Regions from separate parts of the Rattus norvegicus genome. Here region 2 is linked to region 1. A link is a contact called in public Hi-C data. All regions are on one chromosome and are shown on one strand. Each heading gives the region's core, a stretch centred on a gene start, on an enhancer-like site or on the middle of the called end of the contact. The rest is flanking DNA. Distances are from core to core; before and after follow the strand shown. Region 1 overlaps Hebp1 (heme binding protein 1). Region 2 overlaps Gsg1 (germ cell associated 1).

What was found. Hi-C and Micro-C count contacts between places; a contact is called where the count stands out from the background.
Region 2: a Hi-C map of Schwann cells shows a contact between it and region 1, with 7 times the contacts expected there. The contact joins two enhancer-like sites. A contact is called at or near these places in 2 of 12 Hi-C or Micro-C datasets (the Rat2 cell line and Schwann cells).

What each region holds. Positions count from the first base shown.
Region 1 is chr4:169,717,462-169,721,896 of GRCr8, reverse strand. All of the region lies in intron 3 of Hebp1 (heme binding protein 1), which reads left to right. It also overlaps the pseudogene LOC120102674. Among named protein-coding and RNA genes, the nearest start is that of Hebp1, 16 kb to the left of the region's middle. Within about 2 kb of position 2,101, at least 12 of the 93 cell types and tissues checked have an H3K27ac peak or open chromatin away from gene starts, as enhancers often do.
Region 2 is chr4:169,831,989-169,835,958 of GRCr8, reverse strand. All of the region lies in intron 1 of Gsg1 (germ cell associated 1), which reads left to right. It also overlaps a transcript of Fam234b not described here. Among named protein-coding and RNA genes, the nearest start is that of Gsg1, 4.4 kb to the left of the region's middle. Within about 2 kb of position 2,223, at least 17 of the 93 cell types and tissues checked have an H3K27ac peak or open chromatin away from gene starts, as enhancers often do.

The DNA.
Region 1 (4,435 bases), core at 852-3,351:
GCAAAGGACACACACCGGCCCTCCTGTCCTCTGTTTCCGTGTCAGGCCTTCTTCACACTCACATTCCTTCTCTACAGAGAGCGGTAGGTGCAAACTGTTGCCTGCTCTTGCTTGCTTTGTCAGGCCTTGTTTTCTTGTGCTGGGAATTAAACCCAGCGCCCTGTGCATACTGAGCTTGTTTTCTACTGCTTGTTTGCGTACCAAACGCTATCCATGGAACTCTATCCATGGAGCTCTGTGGGGCTCTGGCCCAGCTGGGGTAGCCAAAGAGTTACATTCTCCAAAAGAGACAGAGGAGTGGGATTGAGGCCCGGCTAGCTAAGCCAGCTGGCGTGGGCAGCTGGGAGCTGAGGCCCGGAAGTGACCTCAAGCAGCTTCAGGAGAGAACGCTCTTCCCCAAAAGGTGTTACAGCTCTTAAATGACAGAAGCTCTCAGACAAACCTTGATGAAGCAATTCTCACACCTTTATTCCTTCTGGATATACACACACACACACACACACACACACACACACACACACACACACATATATATATATGGGATGGGGTCTGACAGTGAATGCTTTCTATCGGCTTGGTCTGAGATGTTAGGGATGCCTCAGCTGTCTGTGGAAGGGCTGGGGACACCATGGTCTGGTGACCCCTGTTTCAGTTGGGAGTAGTGAAACGCCTCCTGTCCTCAGGTATGAGGTGCAGGGCTTTCTGACCCCGCTCAGCCTGACCAAGTTTCCTGGCACGGCCCACAGCGCCATGTTCTACCACCAAGCTACTCCCACCCACAGCCTGGTGTACACTTTCCCCACTTTGGTTCCTAATCTGCCCTCAGAAGTCAAGTCTCTTCTGGATAATTGGTGACTCCCCGTTTGTCAAAATCCCACGGTGTAACAGGCACCTAACCAGGTACACAGAAAGACCAGAACCTTCACCAGTAGTAACCACAGGTTAGGGGTTGGGTGCTGCTCAAGCCCAATTTCATGAAAATTAACTATGTGAATGATCTTGCACCACACGGTCTCTGTGCACTGAAAACCCCCCACCCCACCCAAATGTGGCTGGGAGGCTTCTCTATTCTATTTCCTCCTGCGGGTGGGAGGGACACTTTTTCCCCCAGAGCTAGCTTAGAATCATTCCTTAGAAAGCTACTTTGATGAGAGCTTGCCTGCTGTGGGCATTCTTTGGCTGGGTGAACAGAGCCGCCCGGAGGACAGAGAGGGTACTGCTGACATGGAAGCCCCCTCCCCCAAGTCCTGTTTCTTTCTATGCCAGCCCTCATTCTGACTTCTCAGCCTCTGTGCAGAGGCTTCTGAAAACTCTAAGCAGAGCCAATGTAGGTAGAATCAGGAGTAAGGCGGGTAGGTAGGTAACTGAGGCACCCAGGAGCAACGTTTAAGGAAGCACTTACTCCTACCGTCACCCAAGTGCAGGGTGAGCACTGATAGTAAGAGCCTCCTTAGATTGAACAGTCTGAGTGTCTGCTGGTCTCTCTGTCAGTCCCCGGATCCATCTTGCCCACTCTCCTTCCTGCTCTCTGAGAGGTGGCGAGTGGTAAACTTCTGTTATATAGTATGGTTCTCAGCTCGGCTGTGTAATAGCAAGATAACGCCTCAGAAATTAGTGAGCCCCTCTCTTTTGTAAAAGATGTTTTATTGGTTCTTTGTGAATTTCACATCATGCACTCCAATGCCACTCATCTCCCCTGCCCCTCATACCTGTTGCCCCTTGCAACCTCCCCCACAACAGAGGAAAAAGTCGTTGTGGAAGCCATTGTGTGTCACAGTATGTCCTACGGTATTACCTTTTGTCCACAATTCTTTGCTTGGAAATGCTCATGCATGAGTCATTGGTCTGGCATGAGGCCTCTGACTACTCACTGGGGCTCCTCTTAGATATCTTGTTGTTGCCCTGTGTCATGGAGATCCTGTAGTTTTGGATGTGTAGGACCCTTCGTGATCTCCAGCAGTTCATCAATGGGGTAGATGTTGAGTAGGCCAATTCAAAGCCCTGGATCTGGGCCTGAGAGGTATCAGAGCTTGTCAGCTCACCAGCTCTCACATTCTCTACCCTGGGGCCTGCTTACCAGCCATTCCCTCTACCAGGGCCTGCTCTGCCCTGCTGCCCAGCTGAGGCACAGGGCCTGCTGTCCTCCGTATTGCAGCTGGTGAGGGACATGACCAGTTCTCCCCGTCTTGTGACCCTAGAGCTAGCTTCCCTGCCTGCCTTAGACAGTGAGAAGGAGGGTGTCTCTCCCTCATCTGCACTGTCGCCCACTAGACAATAGGCAGGGCTGATTCTCCCACACTCCAGGGCCAGCTCACCCACAACTCCCACATAAAGAGCTAACTCTTCTGTGCTGCCCAGGCAAGGTGCAGAGCCTGTTCTCCCAGGTACTGTAACAGGTACCGTGCCTCTGGCAAGGGCAAGGTGGGGGTCAGCTCTCTCACACTCACACTCTCAGGGCCAGCGTGCCCACATCCACACCACCAGGGTCAGCTCTACTGTGCTGCCCGGGTGAGGTACAGGGCTTGCTCCCCCAAGTCCTGCAGCTGGTGAGGGGCAGGGCCAACTCTCCTCCTCTCATGGCCCTAGAGCCGGCTCTCCTGCATGCCATAGGTGGTGAGGGGGAAGGGGAGAGGAGGATGTCTCTCCCTCATCCGTGCCACTGCATGGGAGATGAGTGGTCATGTTAGGTCTCCAGACACTTGTTTGTATCCTCAGGGGTGGCTCCTAGGCAACCCCCGCAATGTGCAGGGGCTGCTTTCTGGAGTATGCAGCTGTCTAGGGGTGGGGTCAGCTCTCCTGTTCTCATGGTCCAGGGCCAGCTCTCTAATGACGACAGGTGAGGGGTGGGCCAGTTCTGCACAGCCCTCAGATATCAGCATGTCCCCAGGCCACAGCCTAGACCAGGGATGTCTGCCTGGCCTTTGGTGGTAACAGACCCCGCTGCTGCAAAACCACAGGCCTCGATGTGGACCCCAGCGGCGGCATAGGCCAGAACACCACTGTGGTCCCACGAGGCATCATCAGCTACTCATATCAGGCTGTTCCTCTCTACCCTCTGGGCTCCAGATCTCCTCTCTTCATTGTGTCCACATCCTTCTGTCTCTCTTTCTCTTCCATTTCTTCACCACTTACTTGCACCTCTTAGTGGTACCCAGGGTCTTTGAGTGTCTAGAGTTGTTTTGGGGGCACTGTATCCTGCTTGTGCACTATGGCACCACGCAGGGGTCATCTCGGGCACGATATGTGCCCTACCCCTCCCCCAGGCCTGTGTGGCATCTCGGGCTAGCTCCCTGTCTAGGCCCCATGGCTCTGATCTGGTGGTCATCTTGAGCTACCTCTTCACCCCACCCCCCAAGTGGCCCCATGCGGGCATCTGTCTTGGGCTCACTTCTGCCAGGAGGCCTCAGTCCCAGGCAGGGTTCTTCTAGTCTCCTACTTGCTCTCGGTCCCAAGAGCTATCAGGGCTTTTGTAGTGCCAGACTGGTGGTCATCTCAGGTTTGCTTTTTTCAGGGGTTATTAGGCTACTAATCATTCAGATGTCCACAGAACACTGAGGATAGACATAGCCTCTCTCCTCTCTGCCACCTACTGGTGCAAATGACAACAGCCAAACCTCCAGGGCTTCTAGGGGCAGAGTTAATAAGCCTCTTTAAGAGTTAGTTTTCCCCATTGGTTAAGCACACCTTAATCACACATCTTGGGGTTCTTGTGAAAGGCCACCTATTAGTACTTTCTAAAGCACTATTTCCACATTTCTTAATGTGTGACCTGTCATTCTTTATCTTGTAATTATCTGAAGATTGACACAATTGAATGGGTTCACTCCTCATGCCAGCCCCACTTTTCTCTTTTATCCTTTGGTCCAGCCCTCCCTCAGTAGCCAGGTCTATTCTAAGTGACTGGTGGGTGACTCCCCATTTGTTGAAATCACACTGTGCAACAGGTGCCCAGCCGTGTACAGAGGGGGACAGGCATCCTCAGTAGCATTAGCCACAGTTGCAGGTGGGGCTACTCTCTAACCATTTGCTCACCCAGACTCAGAATAGTGAGTGGCTGCTGCACTGGTGGCCTTTCTGTTGCTGTGAAGAAATACCACAACCACAAGTGACTTGTGGAGGGAAGAGTTTATTTCGTCTTACGGTTGCAGAGGGAGAGTCCAACATGGTGGGTGACGCAGGGCAGCAAGAGGCCAGAGCTAGAAGCTGAGCAATCACAACTTCGACAGAAAACACAACAGAGAGAGGAGCGCAGATGGGGGAAGACTTTAAACTCTTAGAGCCCACATCCAGTGACGCCCTCCTCCAGTAAAGCTTCATAATTTCCCCAAACAGCACCACCACTGGAGAGCAAGGGTTCACATACCGATGGGGTGCATTTTGCACCCAGACCACTGTTGCGGTAAAAAATAAAAATGGTTCTGCAGCTACGGGTACC
Region 2 (3,970 bases), core at 974-3,473, 110 kb before region 1:
GGGCTCTGGGGTCTTTTTGTGGCTCCCGGGTGCTTTTTTTATGAGAACTGGGAAGAGTGGTGTGTCCCTGACGATGTTTGCACACATGTTCTGTGTTCACGTCTTTGCCGGTAGGCTTCCCAACACATGTGCGTGAGCCTCGTTAGCCATACCAAACTCCTTCACTTGAGACAGTGCTGGAGTCAGCAATCCTTAAAACATAGTGCTTTACCACACTCGAGTCAAAGGAGCCAACAGATACAGAGGGCACATGAGTTACAGGGAAGGTGTGTACCTGTCAGAATGTGGAGGTGCAGAGAGCAGAGCTGTTTGTGTGTCAGCCAGTGACAGCCGAAGGACTTAAATTCCACTCCAGCTCTTTGCTTGTTGGGTAGCAGAAAGGAATTACTTAATGAGGCCATGGGTCAAGAATTCTGGCCCCTGGGAGGACAGAGAAACTCAAGGCAGGGCAAACAAGATGTCTTAGGTGGGCAGCTTAGGAGACAAAATGACTAGATCCCTTAGCCCCAGGCTCGTGTCAGGGAAGAGGTGAGCACACCAGCTCTCATTCAACCTTCTGACTCACCTCTAATCTACAGCATACTCGCCATGCAATAAACTGAATTTCTGCCTACAAAGTATGGGCGTCCCAAGACCATCATTTCTCTCATGCACAGCTAGTAAAAATGGTTTCCTACGGTACAGAGAAGGCTGACTGAGAACCTTAGCAAGTGACGGCCAGACTCAGGCCTTGGCACTGTGATGTCATGAATGCCAAGGTGCATGAATGACCCCAGGAAAGCATAACTTCCCACTAACAGTCCCAACACAGCAAGTTTAAACACTGGGTTGAGATGCGGGATATTTGTCTCCACACTGAGTTGTGAGCTTTGGAGACAAGCTTAATTAAATCTGTTACATTGACCAGTAGTTACTTTTTCTGTTCTAAGAGGAAAAGAAAGGGTCTGGGTCCAGGAAATAGCAAGCCCAAATTACAATGAAAGGAAGTGAATGGGATGCTGTGTTCTGATTTTTTTGTGTGGCAAAGCACAGAAACTTGGTTGCTTGCTTTTTTTTTTTTTTTTTTTTTTTTTTTTGTTAAAAAGAGGAAATTGGACTTTGGGGCCTCAGAGAGAGGAAAACTAACACTGGTCACATCCACCAAGTATTCAGCCAAGCACCCTAGGAATGGGTGGATCAGAGCTGCTGTGGAGGCCTAAACTAATATTTTGGAAACCTTTAAGGAAAATAATACAAAATTACAAGTTTGGATTGGGCAACAGGCCCTTGGAAGCAGCTCAAATAAGTGAGGGGCCGAAGAGGTAGGGTTTCATTAGCTTCATTTTAAACCCACCTCTGGGCCTCCTCATCCAACCCTGCCACGCCCATCCCCTTTTCCCTGAAGAAGGCAAACTTGAGGCAATTAAGGCTTCGGGGGTGCGGTTTATGAGCAGAGGCAATAAAAACCAAAGACACGGTGTTGTGCCAAGCGGTGACTCAAGGCGGGATATGAGACGCGTCTCCAAGTATTTGAAGGGTGGAAGCGTCAAGAAGGGAAAAGAATCGGTCACTGTTCTCGGGTGGAGAGAGAAAGGGGATACAATTAAAGAGAAAAACATGTGCACAAAACTCCATCCGGAGACGCTGGCTAACTATTTTCTGTTGTTGCGTTTCCCGTGGGAGGCATTCGAGGATCTATTGAGTCACTGAGAACGGCAACTGGCCACCAAAAATGAACTACAGGGAATAACCCTTCGAAAGGTCTTGCTGGGAGTGGCTGGACACCCCCCAATCTTCATTCTCAGTCCTGAATTCCATAAGGCTGACACATGGCAGTCTGTAGATTTGTATCTGGTCAAAAGCCAAGGGAACTCAAAACGAGCAGTACTGCAGAGACGAGCCACCTCTACCCGCCTTGTGCTGACTGGTAGGAAAGGAAAGGGTAGGAAAGAAGAAAGTATTGGGGTATAGCGCCACCCAGCGGCATGAAGAAACCATGCATCCAGGAATGCCTAGTCCAGAGCCAAATGGAACCACAAAATTCTTGTCTCCTTCTCCCAAAGCAAATCGAGTTGTGTCACAATGAATAAACGGGTGCTTGGGTGACACATAAAAGTTATCTTGGGGGGTGGGGTGGGGGGGCTGAAAGATGGTCGAGCCAATGAATGGACTTGTCAGCCTGACGACCTGAGTTTGATTTCTGGAACTCACATGTTAGAAGAAGAGAACCAACTCAGAGTCCTCTTCAATACATGTGCCACGCCCCTGCTACGCACACATGCACACACACACACACACTGCGAAAAGGAACAAAAACAGTATCAGGAAAGGCATGGTGCAGCAAAGACAAAGAGGAGAAAACCATTTTCAAAGAGCGAATGACTTTTTACACTAAAATTGAAAGGGCAAAAGAATGCGGGGTGTCGGTGGAGCACGCCTTTCATCCCGGCATGCAGAAGGAGGCAGCCGAAGGAGGGTCCCTGAGTTCGAGGCCAGCCCTAGTCTACAACTTCCAGGACAGCCGGGGCTACACAGAAACCCTGTCTCTTTGGAGGAAGAGAGTGAGAAGTGTCAGAAGAAGCTGAAGACATTCTGGGTTGAAGGAAGAGAGTAGCTGCTGGAAAATGTAGGTCTGTTCGATTGTGATGACGGAAAGAATGCTCTGTGTTTCTAATGACTGCCCAAAGGATAGATGTGACCCACTCCTCAACAGTTGACTGGATTCGTTGTTGTTGCTGCTGTCGTCGTAGCTTGTTTGGGTTAAATAAAAAGATGTCCATTTGCTTGAAAGTTGGGGAAAAAATGATGGTCATTATAGGACCATCAGACCCTGAGCTCTTCTCCAGATCTTCAGACCTGCTCTCTTCCACCCCATCCTCATCTTCGTCCCCACCCAACACATTCACCATGAGAGGAGAGGAGCAACTGTTCACGAACTGCCCAGAAAAGGGAGACTGCACACTGAACAAGCCAGTAGTCTTATCTGTGGCTCCTGAAGCTTTAACAATGCAAACCCTAAAGCTGCTTCTTGCAGGACACTGAGAAGTTAGAGCGGATCAATATTTTTTGTGTATTGCTGTGAAAAGTCTAGCCCTGGATGGTCACACCCCTCACCTAGGGAACAAGAGGTAGAGGGAACTTCAATCGCTCTTTGCTTTTTGTACAGAATGTCCCCTCTGCAAGTGCAGATCTGTGCTGCTCTGGACTCTGGCATAATCTCCAGGAACATCTGGGCTGTGATTACACTGTCAATTATTAAATGCCCACGTTCACTGCATAGCAGCATTTAATCAAGAGGCATTCCTCAAACTATGAGCTAAAAGGGGAGGGATGGGAAGGCAAGGGAGGAGGGAGGGAACTCTGCATTCTCTCTTGCTGCTTTGCACCAAAGAGACCTGTGCAGATGAAATCTGTCCACCCTTCCAGACAGGCCACCAGAAGCCGACCATGGCCAAGGTAACCAGCTTCCCCCTTTGATTTTGCAGGGGAAACCTTAGCCCCTGGCTCTGTGAAGAGGTGAACCCCGTCAACCGACTGTCCTTGTTGTCATTCGCTAATGCCATGTTTTTCTGTTAATGTACATGGATGTTACTGTGCCAGTTACAGGGCTTGTACCCTGTCTCTTTAGAGAGGAGAGGGTCACCTCGGGAAGGGATCTGTCAGCATATGCAGAGAGAGAGAGAGAGAGAGAGAGAGAGAGAGAGAGAGAGCTCTTAGGTTCTGTCACTCTAGAAGACACCTAAGGAACATGGGAAATGAGATTTGTTCTTCAAGTTTGAAGTGTCAACTACAGAGAGAAGTCATGTGACGAAAGATGCTGCATGGGGGATAGGAATTGTTGAAAAGTCTCCCTGGTGAGATGTCCTTCTAACTGTCAATCTGGGGCTGTGGGAGCTCAGTAGAACGCTTGCCCAGCATTCACAATTCTGGACAAGGCAGCACATATATGTAGTTCTAGCACGTGAGAGGTGGGGCGGGAGGATTGGGGATC